Linked DNA regions of Zea mays: region 1 is linked to region 2. The links are chromatin contacts, called in public HiChIP or PLAC-seq maps. All regions are on one chromosome and are shown on one strand. Each heading gives the region's core, a stretch centred on a gene start, on an enhancer-like site or on the middle of the called end of the contact. The rest is flanking DNA. Distances are from core to core; before and after follow the strand shown.

The links. HiChIP or PLAC-seq counts read pairs in DNA pulled down with a chosen protein or histone mark.
Region 1: a contact with region 2 is called in an H3K4me3 HiChIP or PLAC-seq map of leaf, with 5 times the contacts expected there. The contact joins the promoter of LOC542560 here to the promoter of LOC103640983 in region 2. A contact is called at or near these places in 1 of 25 Hi-C or Micro-C datasets (tassel) and 1 of 3 datasets of contacts at active chromatin or transcription factors (leaf).

Annotation. Positions count from the first base shown.
Region 1 is chr10:28,851,431-28,858,790 of Zm-B73-REFERENCE-NAM-5.0, forward strand. It overlaps LOC542560 (oxo-glutarate/malate transporter1), which reads right to left and starts at 2,202. Exons shown (of 3, transcript NM_001112100.1): 1 at 1,029-2,202; 2 at 450-671. The coding sequence starts at 2,180.
Region 2 is chr10:28,127,385-28,134,280 of Zm-B73-REFERENCE-NAM-5.0, forward strand. LOC103640983 (disease resistance protein RPM1) reads left to right here and starts at 1,742. Exons shown (of 3, transcript XM_008664412.3): 1 at 1,742-2,071; 2 at 3,275-3,319; 3 at 3,973-6,896. The coding sequence starts at 4,003. The coding sequence ends at 6,714.

The sequences.
Region 1 (7,360 bases), core at 952-3,451, 720 kb after region 2:
TGTTTCTGACTTGTATTTCTGTTCTATGAATGGAAATGGGATTACCTCGTTTAAAAAAACAGCCAAAACTGATGGAAGTGTCAAACAAAGGAAAAAAAGATAGACCTGGTGTCATATAAGAGAGAAAAAGGTTTTCAGGGCCATAAAGGAAGCATGTCAGTGTCAGGTGGTTCCATATGTTCTGGTCCCTCTGATCAGAAGTATGGATGCTAGTTGGGTGGGATCTGTCAATCTGTGAGGTTATGTCTTTGAACTCGTTATGTTTGTAATTTGTTGCTTCAAGTAATGAATTCAGGTATCGCTATGTGGAAAAAAAATAAAGGAAATATGTCAATCTAAATTGTCAATTGAGGAATTTTCTCATAAATAAAAGAAAAACATTAAACCTATAAATGTCAAGAGCCAAGGTTCATAAGAGATGAAAGTTGTGGGAAGAAAATAGAGTGTACCTTCACAACAGTCTCACTGAACCAAGAGATCAGCCCGAATTTGTTGAGGTAGCCAGCCATTGCTATAAGTGCTGCAAACCATGTAAGGGTATCCCACGCCACAGACTCTGCCAAACACTCTTTCCATGTGACAACCCCTGAGATTAAGAGGACTGCTAGGCCAAGAATTGCTGCAGAAACCGCATCCACATTCAGCATGCCTCCAAAGATCCAAAGACCAACCTGGTGGAATGCAGAGCAAGGGCATAATGTTCAGTGAAGAAAAGTGGATACATTTCGTATTCAAGTTAGATGAGGCAGAGAAATGGAAAAAATGCATGCAGTGACGGCGACAGTCAAGAATATGAACATTAGAAAGACATTGCATGGTGCATATATTCATAATATAACACTATAAAGTAGTTATGCAAGAAAGCTGATAATAATTTTAACCATCAGGATTCAAGGCATAAAGAACACTGATAGCACAAGACAAGTTCAAATAATGCTAGGCTATAATATAGAAACGCAAAATGTGACCTCTTCGTAATGGCAAAAGATTAAATGTTTTAAGAAAATGGCAAGTGTGTATCATTATACCGTAAGCAGCAGCGTGCCGGCCATGATCGTCTCCTCCTTGCTCATGGGTCCCATCTTGGCGAGCCGCTCCTTGGCCAGGCGTGGCGCATCGGGGCTCGCCTTCACCTCCGGCGGGTAGATCACATACAGAATGAGCGGCACGAGCACGAGCGACAGCAGCCCCGGCACAATGGCGGCCTTGGCCCAGAGCGTCCACCCGATCCCCTCGCCGATAGTGGCAGCTGTGAGGTTGGCCGAGAGCGGGTTGGCCGCCATCGCAGTGAGGAACATGGCTGACGAGACGACGGAGGTCTGAAAGCACGTGAGCATGAGCCAGGCTCCGAGCCGGCGCTCCGTGCCGTCGCCGGCGCGCGAGCCGCATGCCTCACAGAGAGACTTGACGAGCGGTAGGAAGATGCCGCCAGCGCGCGCCGAGACGGAGGGGATGGCGGGGGCGAGGAGCGCCTCGGCGAAGACGAGCGAGTAGCCGAGGCCGAGGGAGGAGGACCCGAAGGCGGCGACGAAGGCGTAGGCGACGCGGGAGCCGAGGCCGGTCTTGATGAACCCCCTCGCGAAGAAGAAGGCGAGCGCGATGAGCCAGGGGATCGGGTCGCCGAAGGCCGAGAAGGCCGCGGCGAACGTGAGCGTGCGGCTGAGCACGGCGGCGCCGAGGCCGAGGAGGGCGACCGCGCCGAGGGGCAGCGGCTGGGTGATGATGCCGACGATGGTGGAGAGGAAGATGGCTAGGAGCTGCCACGCGTTGCGGGGCACGCCGGCGGGGGGCGGGATGAGCCAGATGAGGACGCCAGTCGCGATGGAGGCCAGGAGCGGCTTGATGGCCGCGCCCTGCAGCGCGGGCTTCTTCGGCGGGGCGGCCGGTGCTGGAGCCGGCGCTGGAGCCGGTGCTGGAACCGGCACTGGATCCGGCGCTGGAGCCGCGGCGGCGGAGGCGGAGGCGGGTACGGGGGTGAGACCGCGACGGGAGGATGCGGATGCGGCGGGGGGTGGGGCCAGCGAGTGCTTGGAGGGGAGGGAGTGGGAAAGGGAGGTGGGCTTAGAGGAAGAGGAGGAGCGGCGGCGGAGGGAGATGGAGAGGGACGGGAGGCGAGGGCGGGCACCAACGCTGCCGAGGTGGTGGCAGGTGAGCGGCGAGGCCGCGGTGGAGGACGCCATGGCGGCGGTGAGACAAGTGGTGGTGGGACTGGGAATGGAAGGTGGTGGGTGAGGACTGAGGGTGGGGTTTAAGTGGATGGACGGTGGAGATGGCGGTGGGTGCCCGGAGCATTGGTCGTATCGAATCGGAGACTGGTCTTCGTGGACCCGGCGTTGGTGCACCGGTGATCAGTGGGTGTAGTGACACGTGTGCATGCTGCGGGGAGATTGTTTTAGGTTTCGATAGAGAAAAGAGAGGTCTTTAAACTTGTACGTCACATGCAAAGCTTGTAACGATACGAGGTGCAGGTGCAGGTGCAGGTGCAGGTGCAGGTGCAGAGTTGTAGTGCTAGTGTGCTACTTGGTGCTATAGATGGCTAAATGGGCGGCCCGGCACGGCACGATTAGGACACGGTCTGTTTAGCACGATTATTAGGCGTGACATGCTGGCACGGTACTAGTGCCTGAACCCAGGCTCAGGCATGGCACTAAGACTCCTTAGCCGTGTCGTGCCGGCACGGTAGGCCCGGGCAGCCCGTAGTGCCAGGACCGGACCGAGCACTACACCAAAAATCACAAAATAACAGTTACATATGCATTCACAAAACACAGTTAAACATACTAAAATAGCTAATATTGAGCTGTTTAGTGCAATGGCTGCCTCATTAAAAACCTATCTAGGTAAAAACTCACCCTTGTGAGAAAACCCTAGATAGGAAAAAAGAGTACAGCCCACAGCTCATTTAGTGTTCTTACATATCACAGAGTCACAGACATTGTTTACACTGTACAGTTTAGTTACAGGCACATCAGCTGAAATATGATCAAACTAGCTAAATAAGATCAGTCTTCGACATGTGGTTGTGGATCAGTAGGTGTCTGAGATTGAGATGCATGAGAGGACCCTGGAGTGTCAACTGGAACTTGTTCATCATCAAGATATAGATCAGAGAATGAGTCAAGTTCTTTGTTCTCAACAGTGTGTTGGGTCCTTGCATTCCCTTCCTCCCAGTCCTTGATGCAGGTCAGCATCTCGACCATCTCCGAGGTCAGTCGACGCTCCTCGATAATCCTGCCAGTGAGACTGAAAGCACTTTCTGATGAAATGGTAGAGACAGGCATAGTTGGTACATCCTTAGCCAACATAGAAAGAGATGTGTCCTATTATCCTTTTTTTCAATTAGCCTTAGTTCTATTATCCTTTTTTTCAATTCCCATGCAGAATTAACATAATGTACAACAACACTCAAGTAATCCTCTTTAGCATTCCCAGACCATATATCAGATGTCACAGCAACAGAAGAAATAGAATTTTTAAATGTGTCAACAAGCTTAGCACGTGAATCATTGTAATACTTTTTAATATCTCTAGTGGTTATTTGTCTAGAGATAGCAGAAAATCTAGGATTATGAGCCTTTTTAATGTACTCTTTAAAAGCAGATGATTCAGCCAAGCAAATAGGTAGATCAAGCCGACATATCAAACGACACATCTCAGACCTAGCAACATCAGCATTGTACTCCCACAATCTAGCACTACCATAAGGATTAAACTGGAGCAGGGACTGGGCAAAGGCATTTCTGCCATGCTTCAGTTTGCATGCATTTCTATGCCGATTAAGATGACCAGTGCCACCAGAAGATTTAGCAGACAAAACACACTTGCAAACTTTGCACTTAGCCTGACACCTGACCCTCACACCATCAACAACCTTATATATTTTGTCAAATTCATTCCACACATCAGATGTGGAAGCTCTATTTCTTACCCGAGAACTAGTAGGTGTGTCTGCCTCAACATCGGCCACAGCAGTGTCAGGATCTATGTTGATGGGCTCCGTTGAAGGAACAGCAGCCTCACTGCCACCAGTTTGGGCAGGCACGGTGTCGTCGTCGGCCATTAAGCACAGATCATAGAGCACAGGCCACCAGATTAAGGACTTACCAAAGTCGGAGCACCAGATCGGTCCCTCACGGCTAAAATCACAGAACACAAGGTAGTAGAGTAGATTAGGGTTTGAACCAACACAGATCACAAATACAAGCACTGGATTAAAAACTTACCAGAGTCGGAGCACTAGACCGGTCCCTCACGGGCGGCTCAACACACAGAACACAAGGTAGTAGAGTAGATTAGGGTTTGAACCAACACAGATCACAAATACAAGCACTGGATTAAGCACTTACCAAACCCAGAGCACCAGATCGGTTCCTCACGGCGGCTATAATCAGAGAAGGTATTATAGTAGATTAGGGTTTAGGGTTGGTACACAGATCACAAGAACAAACACCAGTTATGATACACAGATCACAAGAACAAGCACCGGAATAAGAACTTACCAGAGCCAGAGCACCAGATCGGTCCCTCACGGGCGGCTAAAATCACAGAACACAAGGTAGTAGAGTAGATTAGGGTTTAGGGTTCAAACATAGATCACAAACATAGATCACAAGAACAGATCACAAGAACTAACACCAGATTAAGCACTTACCAAAGCCGGAGCACCAGATCGGTCCCTCACGGGTACAATCACAGAGCAAGAAGGCAGTAGAGTAGATTAGGGTTCGGGATTCGAGCACATATCACAAGAACAAGCACTAGATTAAGAAGTCTCGACCTCGTCGGAGATGTCGGCTAGAGGAAGAAGAAGACGAACACTGAAAGCTTACCGTAACCAAAGTCGTGACCAAACCACCAGGCACCAGCCAAGTAGCTACCCGGTGAGGGGAAGCCAGGGGGACGGTGAGGAGGAGCGGTGGAGCACCCTACCGAAGTCGGATCGTGAGGTGGAGCGGCGGAGTCGAACGGTGAGGCGGCGGCGGAGTCGAATCGCCCCCAAATCGCCAGGAGACGGAGAGAACGAGGGCGAGACCGCGAGAGACAACGTGCGAGGCGAGAGAGTGTGAGTGTCTGACGAGGCGGGGCCCAGTGGAGAGGGGGCGACGGGATTTTAGGGTACGTAGTAGTGTGCCTAACCGTGTCTGGGGGCTAATCGGACCATGCCCGTGCCGGCCCAGCGTGCCCGGTGCTCGGCTCAAGCACGACACTACCCATCGGGTCGTGTCGGCACGGACCCGGCTCCAACCGTGTCGTGCCGTGCCCAGGCACTATGGGTCGTGCCGTGCTCCAGGACGACCCGATTAGCCCGACACTATTAGCCATCTATACTTAGTCCTTTCCAAAAGTTTTACCTGAGCTCACACGTATACTACAGATTTCAGTCTACATCTTCACTGATAACTAGTCCGCTATCAATAGGCAATAGAGAGTGGAAGTCCATGGATCCTAATAAAATTATACTAAGATCCTATTTATTCTCCTCCTAAATTATATAAGTTAGATTATAAAAATAAAATATCAATTTTGATCATAAATAAATAAGCTACATACCCAATACTAACTTATTTTAGCTTATTTATAGTTTAAAGTGATATTTTACCCTTCTACATTTTCAATATAATCTAACTTATATAATTTTGGAGGAAACAAACACACCCTAAACCATAGTCATCTAACAAATAATTCTATAATTACTAGAATAACTGTGAGTTCTAAGTAATTCAAACATATACTATTGTCTATCTTTTACTCTTTTCTCATTCCATACATTGCAGCACTAGATTTTTATCCTGTATAATAGTCCATTTAATTATCTATATAAGATATAGGTGTCTGCCTATAATAACTAGGACTAATTATTAACGGCGTTAGTCTAGACACAAGACTATCGTCGATCTTTCGACTAGGGTCTAGATCTTAATTAGACGCCTCTAGACATATTTTTATATGATTTTATGCCGCAACAGATGAAAATTTATATAAATATTAAAAAATGCTGATGTAGTTAGCTAATTATACTCTAGCATAGAAAATATAAATACAATATTATGATGAGTTTTCTAATTATACATATGAACAAACCAAAGTTTTCTAATTATTAATTTTTCACATACTTGATCTCACGTCTCTCTACTAAAGATGGAGGACAACCGGTAGTTTTTATAGAATACATCAGCAGTCCTCGAATTTAGCAATTTGACACGTTGTGTCACTTAGAACTCTAAACTTTTAAAACTAGAAAAACGGATCCTCGAATTTGCTCGGCTATCCAAAACTAGATTTGTTTAAATTAGATACCAACATGGCATGACACGTTGGAGTACACTTACAAAAGTCCGAGACCCAAGTGACACAGGTGATATTCTAAATTTTGGAATTTGCGCAAGTTGCTTGTTTCTTTAACCATTTGTGACGATGCTAGCATTGAAGTGGAGTTAACAACAATTTCAAATTGAAAAATCAAAACATGTTCACATCGTTTTCAGGTCCTCCTCCACATAGGAGTATTAACATTACTATATCAGGTTTACGACTTACACAATGTTGGAGGACTCCAATCTCCAGGGGATCGAGCTATCGCAATCGTATATGTGTATAGCATGTCGCTTTCTTATTAGAGAAACAAAAACATTGTTACAATGGGAATGAAACCAATAGATAAAAGTTTAGAAAACAGCAGCATCAAAGGGATGCCATTCGTGCATGAAAGGTAATCGGTCTAGGGTGAACACCAAAGTAGAATGTAGCATATTGCAATGCTAATAGGCAGTTTTGAACGATAGAATCGAACATAGTACAATGAGTGAAAAACAACCCTAGGCATAGCGTCTCTATTGGTTCCACCAACAGTTCAAAAACTTGTCCAACCAAAACCCAATGTAAGGTGCAGCTCCACAAGTGAAGTTATAGATTTATCGCCCTATAGAGATGCATACAAAAGCAAGAACCAAAAATACAATCATCTCATAGATCCCTCTCGCTCTAGTGGTTTTAGAGCAACTCCAATAATTTTCTAAAAAAAAGCTCCCTAAACTTATATTTAGCAAGTTGCTAAATAGCTATTGGAAGTAAAAAAATAGCCTAGTCTCCAACAGTTCTTCATATTTAGACAATATTTGTGTCCCGTGCATCGGATCTGGTTGTCTCGCTGCATGGGAAATGAAAAAAAGAGCATGTCGGACATGGCTACCTCATTGTGCGAGAAAGAGAAAAAATAAACCATAGTCACAAAGTGTAATACCCAACCTGTAGAATATAAAATAGAGGGATAAATCTTTATGTGTATTGCCTTCTATTCATAAAAATTATTAAGGAACATTTTCAAAGTGAATAATAAATAATCCATGCATCATGTTAGAGT
Region 2 (6,896 bases), core at 492-2,991:
GACACCAAAGAGTGTGGTGGTCCTTGTGGGATCGAGAGTGATCCTTGAGAAGAAGAAGAGCTCGCCGATCCTTGTGTGATCGGGGGAGAGAGGGAAAGGGTTGAAAAAGACCCGTCCTTAAGTGGACTCCTCAACGGGGACTAGGCCTTCGAGGGCCGAACCTCGGTAAAACAAATCACCCGTGTCCATTGTGTTTCTTGCTTGTGATTTGTTTGTTTTCCCTTGCTATAAGTTTTCTTGCACCATTATTTGCTAATATCATTTGGTGTTGCTTCAAGTTAAAATTCCCTTTTAGTGAAGCAACTCTTCGCAAGAAAGAACTTGACTTAGTGCTCTTCTCATCTAAGACTTCTTGCTTTGTTATTCCATAACTTATTACTTGTATTGATTTATCTCTCCCGCATTATTTAGCAATACTCTTTTCAAGCAAGAACTTAGTTTGTATACTCCTATATTTATATCTTGTTCTAACCACTAATCAAGGGATCTAGTTGGGGGATAAAGTTTTAATTTTCAGGTTTCGCCTATCCACCCCCCCTCTAGGCGACTTTCAGTCCTCTAGATACTAAAGCGACTTCAGAGGACAGTCAAAAAGCGACTGCTGTCCTCTAGATGCTAAAGAGACTACAGAGGACAGTCAAGCTGTCCTCTAGATGCTAAAGGACTACAGAGGACAGTCAAAAGCGACTGCTGTCTTCTAGATGTTCAAGACTTATTCCATCACGGTACGCCGTGTTGTGGGACCCTATGCCCGCAGCGCTAGGCCCAAGTGTCATAACTGTAGTCACGCTTACCCCAACGTGTCCATGACGTTCTACACGAGCAGTGCGCACGATGGTAGCAGTAGCTAAAACAATAGGTATTGCGTCATCATTTTTCATAGAGATGAAGCCTTGTCGTCATCGAGCAACGAAGTGGGGTCAGTGGAACTACCAGATTGACTTCTTTGCAACCTTTCAACAAGCCAAGGACTTGCACGGTTCACCATTCTTTATGGAGGTCTTTATCATAGCAGCTTGGCAAATCTGGAAGCAAAGAAACAATTTTATCTTTGACAGGGGACGACCATCTTTCCTTGGCTGGAAAAAGAATTCCGCGCCGAAGCTCTTCTGCAAGCTAACCGCTTTTCTGAAGAGAAATCAACTCTTTTCTCCTCGCTTATAAATTCCTATAGATAGCAGATAGTTCTTTTCCCTGTGCTTTAGTTAGTTTACTTCTGGTTTGTCTTGGGAGCGACTGTTCATGCTCTTTGTCCGCTTTCTTCTTTATATTAATAAATATCTACCACAGCAGAAGCTTCCCCTCCTGTACATTTTTTTTAAAAAGCAACGAAGTGGGGGCTGTAAAGGTGCTGAAGGAGACAACGTTACATGGGGACGGGCAGCGTGGATGTTGGGCAATGAGCAGTGCTAAAGGATCAATGGGGAAGAGGTGCAATGGTTTAAAGACGGCCGAGCCATTACGCTGACCATGTCGTGGGGTGGACCAATGAGTTAGGTGGGGCCTCCGAATATAAAAGAAAACGATTTAATCCTATGAACAGTGGATGTGGTTAATATTTTGAAAATTTTTGATGGAACAAATTTTAAAAATCTGGGATGGGAGGAAATTTTGGATTGAATTAGGGAATCTATAGATCTTTATAAATCTATTCGCCTCCTATATCTTTTTGTGTAAGGATTCCAGGTTTTTGACACTGAATAATTGCTTAGCTAAATCTAGTTGACCTAGTTGCTTGCAGGTGCAAGTTGGCAAGTAGTGTAATCTGTCAGTCAAGAATAGTTCTCAACAACCTTCATCAAGTTCCAGTCTTAACGACCGAGCAACGACTGCGACAGTTCAGCTAATTGACAGCCTTGCATTGCTTCTCATAGGCTTATCTTCGCCAACTGGGCGAAATGTCAGCTTTTGACTTATTTATATGACTTGCCTTCTCATTTCCCCTAGCCTTCCACTGCAAACTCACATTCATCACACACTCTCGTCGCTGGACAGCGTTCATCCACCAATTCAACGTTTGCGCCATCTCAGCCTTCTGTCGTTTCCATCATGGCTTGAAGCTGCAGATAAGGTATGGTTTCTCCTCGGTCCTCACACGTTCGTCAAGTCCTGCAAGCAGCAGATGAGACCCCACGTCCGAGTCCAGCAGCAGTTCTGCTTGGATACTTGAGATTCATGTCACCAAATCAACTCGGCTTAATATCCGATTTCATCTGTGCAGAGAAAGCTATGATATGTGTTTGCTCGTTTTCTGAACATGTGTGTTTTTTACTCTGTTTCTCCAATTATTTCTTTTTTTAGAAAGGACGGTAAAAGCTTTGCCGCAAATTTTATTGGATGAAAGAAAGGAAAATAAACTGTACAAGGAATTACAGAGGAACAACCACAATCACGCGTCACGCCCCACTCTACTGAACAACTCAAAAGGCCTAAACAAAAGAAGTCAGGCGTGCGCTCCATAATTATTTCACTGCAGTATTTAGGAGAATATCTGTTGACCTTTTGGATTCAACATCTGAGATTCCAAATTAAAGTAGCAAATAATGTTGACTGACAGTCTGACAGAGGAGGAAATCTTTGTGAAGATTTGTTAACCAGACTGATTGTAACTGTATAATTCGTTTCTTAGAATTAAATTCTATAGAGGAAAATCTAGGATTCTTAACACAGGAAATCATCTTTGGTTGTATGTGGTAGTGGTTCCCATGACATATGGTTGTGAACAGAACATCGTAGGCAAGTGTAGTGATTGAAAAGACTGGACATTTAGCTAAGTTTAGATCAAGCAGTATACTTAGCTTTCTGGTTTCTCTGGAATTGGAAAGCCCAAAGCAGCAAGCTTACTCCATTTTAGTTTATTTGAGCCCAAGAAATAAACAAAAATCAATTTCAATTTCAGAACGTTGAATTCAATAAAATAGAAAACCAGGCATCCCACTCTTTTCGTTCAAGTACAGAGATCCTTCTACTTAGGTACCCTGTAAAGACATTCTATTATCATATTCCCTGGATGGATGATGCCTGTACCCGATACTCTGAGCTTTTGTATGGTCTTATTTGAGAGACAACCATGCATAGTTTGCGAACTCCAAATCAAAAATCTTTTCCCATTTTTTACGCTATTGATAACTTCAAAATCTCTGTCCTCGCAAATGTGTCTCTTGTGGGTTCCTCTATGTCTCTCTTTTAGCTCTATCATGCTGTGCTTAGTGACTGACGGCTTGATGTGCTAGTTATACATATTCATGACGAGTTTTGTTTCTTCTATGTGTAGGTGGATTTGGAGTTCTGAACGGCTCAGTCAATCATTGAACAAAGGGTAAGAATAGCGCCACTTCTTTGCCTATGTTAGGGTATCGAGCGAAACATACCTTCATACCAGTGCTTCTAAGGGGGTGTTTGGTTTCTAGGGACTAATATTTAGTCCCTTCATTTTATTCCTTTTTAGTGTATAAATTGCTAAATATAGAAACTAAAATAAAGTTTTAGTTTCTATATTTGGTAATTTTGGAACTAAAATAGAATAAAATCTAGGGACTAAACATTAGTCCCTAGAAACCAAACACCCCCTAATATATGTGTTCCTATCTCATAAGAACATTACCTGTCTGCCTACTTGAATATATAGTGAACGTTGAATTATCTGGTAGGAGAAATAGATAACATGCTAAAAATGGAAACGAGAGCAATAAGTGACCGTTTGATTTCTAGGGACTAATTTTTAGTCCCTCCATTTTAATCTCTTTTAGTCCTACCCAAACACAGAGACTAAAAGGGACTAAAATAGAGGGACTAAAAATTAGTCTCTTTTAGTCCCTGTGTTTGGCAATTTAGGGACTAAAAGGGATTAAAATAAAGGGACTAAAAATTAGTCCCTAGAACCCAAACAGGTCCTTGAAAGAATTTATCTTTAGACCTGTATGCCTTGTTCACAGGTATTTTCACCTACCTAAGTTTTAAAATCACATGCAGAAGGGAGTGAAATAACTGAAGGCCAGAAGAATGGCAGAAGGTTTGATACTAGTTGTGCTTCAAAAAATCGCAACCACCTTAGGAGGAGCTGCATTGAGTGTAATTAAGTCAAAATTAGGGAAAGGAGCCAACATTTTACTTGAAGCAGAGAACAGCATGAAAGAAATTGAGAGTGAGTTCGAAATAATGCAAGCATACATAAGTCAAGCAGACCCGTACAGTGAAAGTAACAAAATTCTGAAACCATGGTTGAAGAATGTAAGAAAAATAGCTTCTGAAGTCGAGGACATCATTGATGAATATGCCTTTCTACTTGGAAAACTGGACAACGCAGGATACTTGGCGAAGAAGTTCCACCATTCGAGATACATCACTGCATGGAGTGACATTTCTTCTCAGTTGAAGCAAGTGCAAGCACGCCTACAAAATTTGACAGTTCTGAAAGACAGATATGGCATCACAGTAGTTGGACCTGGTGGTGGATCATCAAGCCATAATAACAGTCGTAAGAATTACCTGTCTGAATCTTCCTACCTGAATGATGATGGTGATGGTGTAATGGTAGGCAACGAAGATGAAGTAAAGAAGTTGACAGAATGCATAGATGGTGCTGGTGCAGATCGTGCAGTTATCTCCATCTGGGGAATGGGCGGTTCAGGAAAAACAATCCTTGCAAGGGGCATCTATAGAAAACGAGAAGTTAGAAAGAACTTCCAGTGCTGTGCCTGGATAACAGTATCACTGAATTATCAAGTCGAAGACCTTTTGAACAAGCTCATAAAGGAACTCCACATCCAAGATGTGCCTGATGCAACTGACAGTACACATTTGGTTGCTAGGATCCAGAATCATCTCAAGGACAAGAGGTACCTTGTTGTTTTGGATGACATGTGGAACAGGGAGTCTTGGTTATTCTTTGATCGAGTATTTGTCAAGAATCTTTATGGAAGTAGAGTCATCGTTACCACTCGAACAGAAGCTGTTGCGTCAATAGCTGAGCTGAACCATACTATAAGAATTGGCCTTCTTTCACAGGGGGAGTCATGGAAGCTCTTCGGCAGAAAGGCATTCTCAAAGATAGGCAAGGAAGAACCGACCTGCCCTCAGGGCCTTGTTCAATGGGCAAACAAAATCCTCGAGAGATGCCAAGGTCTGCCACTTGCTATTGTAGCCATAGGGAGCCTTCTGTCATACAGAGAAATGGAGGAACAAGAGTGGAGACTCTTCTACAATCAACTTAATTGGCAACTGACAAATAACCCAGAACTCAACTTCGTATCGAGCGTCCTAAAGCTAAGCTTGAATGATCTTCCAAGCCACTTGAGGAATTGCTTCCTGTACTGTGGCTTGTTCCCCAAAGACTATCAAATACGTCGGAAGTGTCTAATCAGACTGTGGGTAGCTGAAGGTTTTGTGGAAGACCGGGGAACAGAGATTACACTGGAAGAAGTGGCCGAGGAGTACCTCAAGGAACTCACACGGCGTTCACTGTTTCAAGTGATGGAAAGGAATGAATTTTCACGGCCAAGAAGATTCCAGGTGCACGATCTTGTTAGAGAGATGACACTGGCCATATCAAGAAATGAGAGGTTTGGTCATGTAAGTGACCAGCCAGATGTAACAGACATTGGCGATGTAGGAAAACGTGTATCAGTGCACAGTGGGGGCCAAATCTATCAGCCAGGTCCGTCTTCGCAGCATCTGCGTTCATTTTTGTTGTTTGACAAACACGTGCCGCTTTCATGGATCAGCATCGCTTCATCGGACTTCAAACTGTTAAGAGTCCTGTGCCTCAGGTACTCCCTCCTTGAGGACATTCCAGATGCCATGACTTGTTTGTTCAATCTGCACCATCTAGACTGCTCTCGTACTAAAGTAAGGAAGGTACCAAGATCAGTGGCAAGGCTGAAGAAACTAGAGACATTGCATCTCAGGTTCGCCCGTGTGAGGGAGTTGCCGTCTGAAATAACAATGCTCACAAACCTCCGCCACTTGTCTGTGAGTGACGACTTGTATGGCACATCAATTTGTGGTACTATCCGCAGTCTCAAGCACCTGCAAACTCTTCGAGAGGTGAAAGTCAACAAAGATTTGGCTAAAAGTCTTGGTTACCTGACACAACTAAGAAGCTTAGGAATTACTGGAGTCATACAAAGCCACAATGCAGATCTTTGGGCTTCTATCAGGAAGATGACTGTCCTTAACAAACTAGCCGTCGCAACTCCTGGCGAGAGTAACGAAGTGCTTAGTTTTGAAGAGCTGAGGCCGCTCAAGAACCTGGAGAAGTTCTACTTGACCGGCAAGTTGGCAGAAGGGAAGCTTTTTCCAGTATCTAATGGTTTTCAGAAACTTAAGGTCCTAACAATGCGCTGGTCTAAGCTAACACACGACCCCCTAAGTTCCTTATGTCAAATGGAAAATCTCGTCTACCTTAATCTTTACTGTGCATACGATGGGGAATGCTTGATCTTCTCTTCTGGGTGGTTTCCAAAGCTCAAGCAACTCTACCTAGGCAAGCTTGAGAGACTGAGGTCAATTCAAATAAGTGATGGCGCCATTGAAAATTTAACATACCTGGAACTTCATGAGCTGTGGAATCTAAAAAGTGTCCCTGAAGGCCTTGTATACCTTAGGTCTCTTCAGCACTTGTATGCACGAAAGATGCCTGCAGATTTCGTGGAGGAACTGGAGGGAAGTTGCCAGGGCTTTGTTCGGCACATTGCCAACATTGAATGTATGTGACAACAAGCTCTCCTGTCCTTGTAATGATTATATATCTTTAGTTTCTTTAGTGGTTCCTTGATTTCCAGTGAATTGTCATGTAAGCGGGTTGTTATATTTTGGGCATCTATATTTTTTGTTGTGTTATGTGTGACAAAGAAAACTGTATAGTAGCATGCATATTTTGTTGAATAATTTTCTTG